Linked DNA regions of Mus musculus: region 1 is linked to region 2. The links are chromatin contacts, called in public Hi-C maps. All regions are on one chromosome and are shown on one strand. The core of a region is the stretch at or near the end of the contact, and the rest is flanking DNA. Distances in the headings are between cores, read along the strand shown.

Region 1 (4,906 bases), core at 1,316-3,815, 370 kb after region 2:
TTTATTCTGTCTCAAAATCAGAAGGCATACAGTCCACCATGTCGTGAAAAGCATAGTAGTAAGAATATGTTACAGTTGGATGCACTATGCCCACAGTCAGGAAGCAAAGAGTATTACATTCAGGTGCACAGCTTACTTTTCTTCTTCTTGTGCAGCTCTGGAACCCAGCTCATGAAGTGCTGCTAGCTACATCTACGGCGGCCCTTCCCTCTTTCGTTAAACTATTCTGGAAACACTCTCACAAACAAACCCAGAGCTGCGTTTTCTTGGTGTTTCTAAATCCAGTCAAGTTGGCGATAAAGACAAAACATGACGTGCTGCGAGAGCCAGAAGAGACAGAGCACAGGAGACAAGTCCTAACACATCAGAAGCTTCAAAACGCAGAGGTGGGCACAGCAGAGAGACCCAATGCAGTTCCCAAGACACAGAGCAGACGTGATTTAAAATGAGTAAATTGCAAACGCAGAGTGTGAGCCATCTCTGTCTACCTAAGATGAAACCAGACTATGAAGCAACACAAAGAGCCAGAGAGGTTGAGTGGACAAAAGAGATGACTTCATCGCTCTGGCAGGACTTATGGAACTCTTCTGGAAAAGAACCCACATTAATTCCCCAAAGGAAAGAAAATAAGATATTGTCTGGAAAGACCTAAGAGTGTCACTTCACTATTCCCCCTCAGAGCACCCTGGCAATAAGGTTGCCATGCTAAAATGTTGCATGTGCTGCCCTCCCTGACGCATCCTCTAGAGCCTGTTTCGACACATCCCACATAGATTCTCTTTGCCATACTTCCTTTGAGTTATTTTTCTTTCTGGACCTCTGTGCTCCAGAGAAGCAACATTCTGGGAAGTGAAGTGATTTAGACCTACCTGATGGCTTTGCTCCCTTTTATTCCCGATTAGGAGTCCTGGGCCTGAGCCCAACCCTCTCACTGGTCAGTTTTCTGCTTTGCCCAGTCAATGAACAGAGGAAGATAGCCAAAGTAATTCTCAAAGTGGAAAACTCAAGGAAAAGATGTGATGGCTTTGAAGAGAGGACCATGTGAATAGAGAATGAAACTGGACCAGGAACTCCAATGCAAACCTAACAAATGTAGACTAGAAGATGAGGTTAGAAGGCTGGCCAAAGGGAAGCCGAACTACTACATCAATAGTTATTTTACTTCACTGAAACACAATGAATACTCTTTGTTGGTTTCTATATGTTTCTAGAGTCTTAGTTTTTTTTAATTATTATTTATGTGTATGTGTGTCTAACTGTATGTGTATGCACACATGCATGCATGTACCATCAGACACCAGAAGAGGGCACCAGAGCCCCCTGGAGTGTAGAGTTACAGATGGTTGTGAGCCACTCAGCATGAATGCTGGGAAACAAATCCTTTGAAAGAGAAGCAAGTGCTCTTTAACTTTCTCTCTCTAGCCCCAAAGAAGGCTTTTAAAAAGAGCAGGGTTGAAACATGAAAACTGTGATTAGGAGTTCAGGCTTTGTAGGAGGAAGACCAGATAAAGATGCATGGCTCTGCGTCTCACTAGCAAGGTGACCTCAAACCCATTGCTAGGCTGTGGGCCCCGATCTGTGAAATGACAATAACCACATCTACAGCACAGAAGTGTGTCCATGTGTCAGTGGCCATTAATACTACTCCTGCTATGTGCTAGATATTGATAATTAATATGGACTATGCCCAAGGTCACACATGGCAACCTACTGATCAAAACCCATTATGGCTTGGCACTCTGTAAGCATGCTCCTTACAATGTCAGGACCATAAACCACTCAGCCCCCGTATCTGGCAAATGACTACAGGTTAATGTAAAAGGTCAAAAATCTTTTGTCTTATTTTATTTTACATTTTTCTCTCACATAGGGTAAAAGAGAGAAAAAAAATCTTAACACTGATTAGGAGGTTAAGAAAAAAAAGTTCTAGAAACCAGAAAAAGAAAATTTTTTTCTCTGAAGATGTGAATGCCTGTCACAAACTTTCTTGGCTTGGCATATCATGAGTCACTTCTTTTGTTCTCTGAAACTGACCAGAACTTTAACTAAATTTTGGTGTCAAGTCAAAGCCTACCCTTACCCTTCTCGTATTGTAAACAAGTCCACTGAAGATCCAGGTTAAAGTATTTTCTCTTTTCAGCTTGATGAATTACTAACAAGAACGGCACATGAGATAATGTCTCTTGGTATCTGGATAATACACTGCCTCTCAAACCTACGACAGAAATACTGGCTTCTCTCTGTGTGCTTCTAATGGCCTTGGGGTGGGGGGATAGCTTAAATCAAAACCTTCCTCGTTACCTACCACAATCCTCTTGGTTGTAGTGGTCCTGAGGTTTGAGGAGCTGTTTGCTAACCCTGTGATCCCAAAGCTCACACTGAACTTGGGTTGTTAAAATGCTCCAGAGGGGACCTGAACCATGGCAATCGGAGACCTCCCTCCACTCATGCCAAAATACCCTTCGCCTTTAAGGGCTCTTTTTAAAGCCAGAGAGTTCTCTCTGATCCTCCTTAATAAAGTGCCCAGGCAGCGGTAGTAACAACGCTCCCCTTCCTTATTTGAGATCTGTGCAGTCTCATTAAATTTGATGTGTCACAGAGGGCTTGAGTATGTGAAAGGCAGGCGGTGGGAGCTGGACTGGAGGTTGCCAGCTTTACTAAGGAAACGTAATTCATTACACCTTTTCAAAATGGACGCCCCTCTGGCTTCCTGCTCCATTGATTCCCCCCTCCCCTTCGCAAGTAACGAGTGAAGGGCCTGCTCAGCCTGCAGATTTAACCCTTATTAACAGCTGTTTAAATTAGAGATGCAGTTTGATGGAGAGATGGGAGCCCCTCAAAGGAAACCAAGATTAAAGCATGCATAAGACTGGAGCTGGGTTGTTGAGACAGCACCCCTGCCACCCCCCAAAAAGGAGGGGCTAGTGTTGCTATTAAGCAGTTTGTCTAAATAATATGTTCCTGCTTTGCCATGATTAAATATTCATGGCCTACACTCCCACCTCTGTTGCCCCCACTCCTTTGCAATAGTCATAGAAGAAGGAAAATTTGCTGGACTGTGCAAAACAAAGAATCCTGTGACAATAACCAGTTGGTTTGCCTGCTTCCTCCTTCTTGAGATTGATCTGAAACTACTCTGAAACCTAGCTGACTCCAAGCACCTTTGAGACCTGGGAGTGAACTACTGGGTTCTCTTGAAGGGAGCCGTCTGTTCTGGAAGCAGAGTCTGCAAGACAGAAGACAAGGTTCACCCTCCAAGTGCAACCATGGATTCTGTGGGATTATATCATTCACCTGGCCCATAAACTAACCTGGAAGCAAAAGGACAAAGGTCAGGGTCAAGGAGCACCCACATGTCAGACAGGCACGTAAAATTCACAGTCCGACATCATTATACATCCCTGGATAGTTATGCATCCTGCCCAATAGAAACTAATAAACCAAGAAATATCTGAAAAAGAAAATCTAATGATATTTACTTATTTACTCATTTGCTCGGGTCTCTACTCTGAGCTTTGTACCTGGCAATATTGTGGTGCTGGCAATTTCAAAGGTCAGCAAACCACCTGACAAAAAACAATGTAAGAGAGGAACGGTCTACTGGAGCTCATACCTTGAGCCTATGGCCGATCATGGCCAGGAAGGAGCATACGACAACTGCCCATATTACATCTGTGTTCTGGAAGCAGAGAGCCATGGGCGCTAGCTGGTGCTCAGCTGGCCCTCTCTTCTGTATTCAGCCAAGCAGTTATATGTCTCACCTTGCTGATGCTAGTCTAAAAGAAAACCCTTCATGAACATCCTCAGGGGTTTGTCTCCGAGCGGCTTTAGATCCTACCAAGCTGGTATTGAGTACAAACCATCACACTGTGTAAGTATTCACACCTGGACTGTGCTAATACTTAATTCCTTAGGTCTCTGGGCTTTGTAAGCTGTAGGCGTATAGATTGTAGTCCTCTGAATTCCTTTCTCAAAAGAAGAACATGGGACACCATGATGGATTTATCACTAGAGAAAATACATAGAGAAAATACATTTTTCTTGCTGGGAAATCATAGCAGGCTAAAGAGGGTAGAGGTAGAAATGATTGATCTACTTCAAACTCTAAAGTAAGTCTATGTTGATAAAATGTCGACTCCTCCAACTTCCTCTAGAGAGCCCCCATCTTCCATCTAAACAGACAGAGATCACCAGATTCAAGGTGACAGACAGCCTTTGAAAACTGCCCACTTGTACGCAGATGGAAGAATGTTATTCCTTTATGCCCATAACTCTACTCTCCTGGCCTGCAGTGGCTAACTCAAGGATCTAAAAATTAGATGGTCCAGGGTTTAAAGCAGGTTGTGTGCTAGCTGCTTTTCTATTTATATGTTAAAAGAAAGGGTGCTAGCTAACTGGCTTCTTATTTTATCTTCAACTTAAACATGTAAAGTGGTATTTTCCCTCTAGAGTCTACAGTCTATTGTAGTCCCCAAACCTCAATATGCATTTTACAGGGTTTGGTGGAGATTTTTTATGGTTATTTTAATTATGTTTAATGATGTGTAGGCATGTGTGCCTGTGTGTAATTTTGTGCATGTGAGTGCAGGTGCCCTCGAAAGCCAGAAGAGGCCATCATCTCTCCTAGAGCTAGAGATACAAGCTGTAGTAAGCCATTTTACATGGATGCTGAGAACTGAACTCCGACCCTCTAAAAGAACAGCAAGTATCCTTAACCTCTGAGCCATCTTTCCGTACCACTCCCAAGCAGTTTTTGCCCTAGAACAGTAAGTTGACTCTCTGTAGTCCCAAAGTAGGAAATAAAAACAGAAAAAATCCTGACTCCGTCTGTCTGTCTCTACTGCCCCAGTTCATTTTAATGGGTTTTCTGAGAGGCTCAAAGCATATGCAGTATATTATCTGCTTT
Region 2 (4,654 bases), core at 2,128-4,627:
AGGCACTGCTAAATAGGAAATGGTCATTAAAGAGACTACATAAATGCCACATTTTTCTATCTTTTAGAACATTATCACTCAAAGATATTTTGTCCTAAATGTAATTGATTGTAATTAATATTGTCAGGGAGCCTCATATAAGGTGCCACCAAGCCTTGGGGACTGGAGAGATAGCCCAGCAGATAAAACTGCTTACTGCTTTTGCAGAGGACCTGGGCTCAGTTTCCAACACTCATACCAGTTAGCTCAGAATCAATGGTAACTCCACTTTCAGGGGGTCTGATGCCCTTTGACCTCCTCAGGCACTGCATACATGTGGTACACATATATCCACACATGTATGCATACATAGACATAGTAAATAAATAAATAAATAAATAAATAAATAAATAAATAAATAAATAAATAAATAACTTAAAAACCTTCCCAATCCTAGTCAACTGGTCCCAATCATGAAATTACACAGTTTCCTATGTCTCCTGAGGTGGGACAGTGGAGAAACACTGTTATAATCACCCTGGTTGAAACTTCAACTACCGGAATAAATACACGTGGAAAGAAGATTCATTTGGGTGGAAGGGGCTTAAAGAAATCCAAGCTGTTTCTATTTTTGTTGTTTTTAGAGGTGAAGAGGGTTTATTTTGGCTCGTAGTTTCAGGAGAGAGTCATCATAGAGGAAAAGGCAAGGTGACAAACAGAGAAAACACGGAGGCAGGAGCAGACAGACAGACAGACAGGCTGACCACACGTTATCACCACACAGGAAGCACAGAGAAAGAGAGAATGGTACTCTGGTCCTTCATAATCTTTCCATCCCCCTCTTCCTTGATGGGCTCTGAACCACAGATGCAGGGGCGATGTATGCTGCAGAAATATCTACTGGAGCTAGGCTCCCCACGTCCCATTGATTTCTGTATGACCAGTTGTGGTCTGTGTACTAAGTCTTCGTGTGCTACATAAAGAGGTAAAGGAAAAGGTGTTTGTAAGAATGGGCACCTTCTGATGAGACTGCATATGTTTGACAGAGTCCTTCCTTGCCATCTGGATCTCCTAGCTTCCCCCTGAAGAGGAGAGAGAGAAAGAGCCAGCAGATCTTCAGAAGATAATCACCACTAAAACTACGCAGCATTACAAATCTGTGAAACCAAACATGGGTTTAACAGATTGCTACGTGTCAGAGTCATACAGTCCATTAAACTGCGTTTAAATAAAAAAAAATTGATAGCCTTATTTATTTTAAAATTAAATGAAAGAGTGCTATCATGTCAAATTGAATCACTCAGACCTCATTTCTATCGAATAGTCATACTCAATGCAGACTGGAAAACAACCATGCAAAATGGGTCTCAAGCTGACCTTAGTGTCTGTCCTCTTCCAGTCTGCTGGGAATGAGTGGAAACACTCCTCCTTTTCTTTGTTAAGATGGGGAGACCCAGTGTAGAGGCTGTGAACCTGTAGCTTTGAAGGGGCATGGAGAGCCTTGAGGCAGGATCTTGTGCTATCTAGAGTAAGACTGCTACAATTAAAAACATGCTGAGAATGTTAAGCATAGAATATTGATGATATTCTAAAGCAATTATCTTCTACTGGAGGTGCAACTGTGCCCATTCTGATTGTAGCTAGCGATGCGGCTTAGGTGCAGGTTGTAGGAGGCAGTGAGTGAAATAACCCAAATGCTCTTCCAGGTGGCGAGTGGCGAGTGTAACAGATCAAGATTTGAGTGTCATTCCTGTGGAAGACTTCTTTGGGATTCGTAAGGGTCAGGATGCTGATTTAGGGGGGTTACAGTGTGACCAATTCGGGAAGACCAGAAATCATTCACAAATGGAAAATTATCGGAGCAGAAAGGCATTTCAAACATATACAATGGCACAGGACATAAAATAACTCCCACCCATACCCCTCCACATCATGTTTCCTGACCTGACACCCCCTCCCCCGGCCCCCTCCCCCTCCCCCCGACCCCCTCCCCCGGCCCCCGAGGTATTGACTTCTCTCTTCTTCGTACTGTTAACTGTTTCTTTTTGTTTTTTGTTGTTGTTGACTCACACTTTCTGTCATTGAAACACCTATGGTGTGGGCATCCACCACGGCAGCAGGTAGGTCATATGATAGATCCAGAACACATCTACTAGTGAAGCAAAACGTCCAGAAGCTTTGGGGAGCCTTGAATGTTGAACAAATGCATTGAATGTTCCACCAACTTTCTCTAAGCCAGGGAGCTCTTTGCTCTCCACGCTTACATAAACTTTGAACACTGGTTTATATAACACTGGTGCTTAGAGAGCTCCTTGCCTGTGTAAGAAATCCCAACACAAAAGGAAACCAAGTGGAAAAACAAGGAAAATTCCTCTCGTTTACTCACGGTTTCCCCCCAAGCCAACCTACACAGCTGAAGAACATCTTTGCCCCCTACTGCTTTGAGGCTCACGGGGTATTGTGTATTTGAGAAGAAGGGCTCTTTTGTACCCTGTACGTCAGGTACACCCCCACCGCCAGCACTTAGAATCTTCTACTGCATAAGGTTCTTAAATTTGTGATACTATAAAAATGAACAAGAACAGCCAGGGCTATACAGAGAAACCCTGTCTTGAAAAACAAACAAACAAGCAACCCCCCCAAAACAAAAAAAAACAAAAAAGAATGAACAAGAAGGACTAATTTCTCTTCCCTGTGGAACACAGAATATGAGGAATTCTGGGTATTTATGTGGGAAGGGAGCCTTTACACTGCCTTTTCCCACAAAGGATGTATTTGGAGACAAGCTTAGAAGGAGAGAGACATTAAAGTTGCTTCTTTTAGTCTCATTAAAGATGCACCTGTGTTTTCTTTCTTGCTGTGGCTATTCAAAACTGTTGCGTTCTAGACTGCCGCCAGTCACGTTAGGTGGGTGTTTTCCTTGTTATTGTTTTGGTTTTGTTTTTTAGATGTGGATGGAACTTCAGAAACTGAACTTTGGTCATGCCCTGTCTCAGAGTTCAGAGTGGTTTGCACCTTTCAGCTCCGGCTTCTGAAATCAATGTACAATGTTGAATCTTGGATTTTCGTGGCACATTTCCTGAAAGGTTTATCTCTAGGCCCATCTTGTTTTTTTCTTTCCCTGAGAAAGACCCACATGTAACTTTGTACCCCACCGAGGAAATGTGTGGAACGTTAAGAGGCGAGCATGGTCTCCGTGGCCTCCCTTGACAATGGTGCTTACTTGCAAAGGCCGGAAGAACACAATGGTTCCTGCTTCCTCTTGGGTCCTGCCGGGTTTGGTTTTTGCTCTCCTGCGCCACCTGCTGTCAGGAGCACCACAGGCCTGCTTCCCGGCTTGCAGCCCTAGCAAGCCCGGCAGGAGCCAGAGCCAAACCCTTGGTCCCAGCAGATGTTGCTTAGGCTGCCAGGTTTCTGTCCAGACCTTATCTTTGTTGCCTCGTCTGGCTCCTAGCTCAGAATTCCAGTGTCCCCAAATGACTTGCCTTGCAGTCACGCAGACCCTGAGCTCACTGGCCAGAAGGAAGGAGTCTGCCAGTTTGAGGGCTGCTGAAGGGCAATTCTTGCTAGCTTTCTGAATGTGTGGTCAGTGGAAACTTGCTTTAGCAGTGAAAACGCACAAACATTTCTTTTGAAAGGGCAACGGGCATATGACATTTGTCCTTTAATGGACTTTCATCACATCCTCAATTTGTACCAATTGACAGCCCCCACCCCCCACCCCTACCCCCGTCCCAGTTTTCTCAAGTTTGATTTTTGGTTCATTGTGTTGTTTAAACTCTTGGGACTTTCCTGCATCCTCACCAATGAGTTAGTGATTTTAAACAAAGGACCACAGAGAGAAAAGGTTTGCTTTTCTTGCCTTCCGATGGTTCCCTGTTCTAGTCTGATCAGCTCTTGACAATAGGTTCTTACACATTTGTCCCTTAAACATATACTTACACATGTAATATAAGCATGGCATATTGGAGGCTCACCTCAAAACGTCACTGTAATGCCAAGACTCTAGCTGATCAAAATCCTCTAGGTATCATTTTCGAGGTAGGTCTCACTCTGTAGCATAGGCTAACCTCCAACTTATGGTTCTCCCACCTTAGCCTGTAGAGTGTTGGGATTACAGGTGTACCTCTGTGTCTGTCTCAAACTTCATCTAAAAAATTCTTTGCTATTTGTCTATCAAAAGGGAAAGGTGGCCCCGAGATCTCAAATGCTCATTTCCAATTTAATTCCTTAAATAAAGCTGACTTTGTAGAATGGCTGACTTCTGCAGTTACTCTGATAAGCGTGAGGCACATGACCAGCAATTGTTTTTTGAAATTAGAAGGGAAAAAATAAAACTCAGAAATATATGCATAAAAGAGACTTGAGATAAACGCAAGTCAGAACTTCCTGAGAGCAAAGGTTACATGATACTCTTGGGAAAGAGAAGAAGTGAGTGGCTGTGCCAGCAAGAGCCCTCGAGCGAGGGGGCACATTCATTTTGCTCAGTAAGCACTTACTAAATTCCTGCTCTGTGTTAGCACTGGGAGGTGCTGGTGTTAAGTACAGCAACTGACCACTGGGAACATAGAGGACAAGCAGACAATTTCCATATACTTTTTTTAAATGGCTGGGAGAGAGCATGATGTCCAGATAAATACACACATCCAGAGGACTGCAGTGATTGGTTGACCTA

What was found. Hi-C and Micro-C count contacts between places; a contact is called where the count stands out from the background.
Region 1: a Hi-C map of uterus shows a contact between it and region 2, with 4 times the contacts expected there. The contact joins two enhancer-like sites. A contact is called at or near these places in 4 of 484 Hi-C or Micro-C datasets (the BV-2 cell line, embryonic fibroblasts, trophoblast stem cells and 1 more) and 1 of 115 datasets of contacts at active chromatin or transcription factors (embryonic basal ganglia).

What each region holds. Positions count from the first base shown.
Region 1 is chr9:41,832,291-41,837,196 of GRCm38.p6, forward strand. It overlaps Gm35940 (a long non-coding RNA gene), which reads left to right. Exons shown (of 3, transcript XR_379298.3): 3 at 156-2,227. Among named protein-coding and RNA genes, the nearest start is that of Gm35940, 29 kb to the left of the region's middle. Within about 2 kb of position 2,566, at least 19 of the 459 cell types and tissues checked have an H3K27ac peak or open chromatin away from gene starts, as enhancers often do. A contact at or near this core is called in uterus, where this site is marked.
Region 2 is chr9:41,458,639-41,463,292 of GRCm38.p6, forward strand. All of the region lies in intron 3 of Mir100hg (Mir100 Mirlet7a-2 Mir125b-1 cluster host gene), which reads left to right. Among named protein-coding and RNA genes, the nearest start is that of Mir100, 70 kb to the right of the region's middle. Within about 2 kb of position 3,378, at least 92 of the 459 cell types and tissues checked have an H3K27ac peak or open chromatin away from gene starts, as enhancers often do. A contact at or near this core is called in uterus, where this site is marked.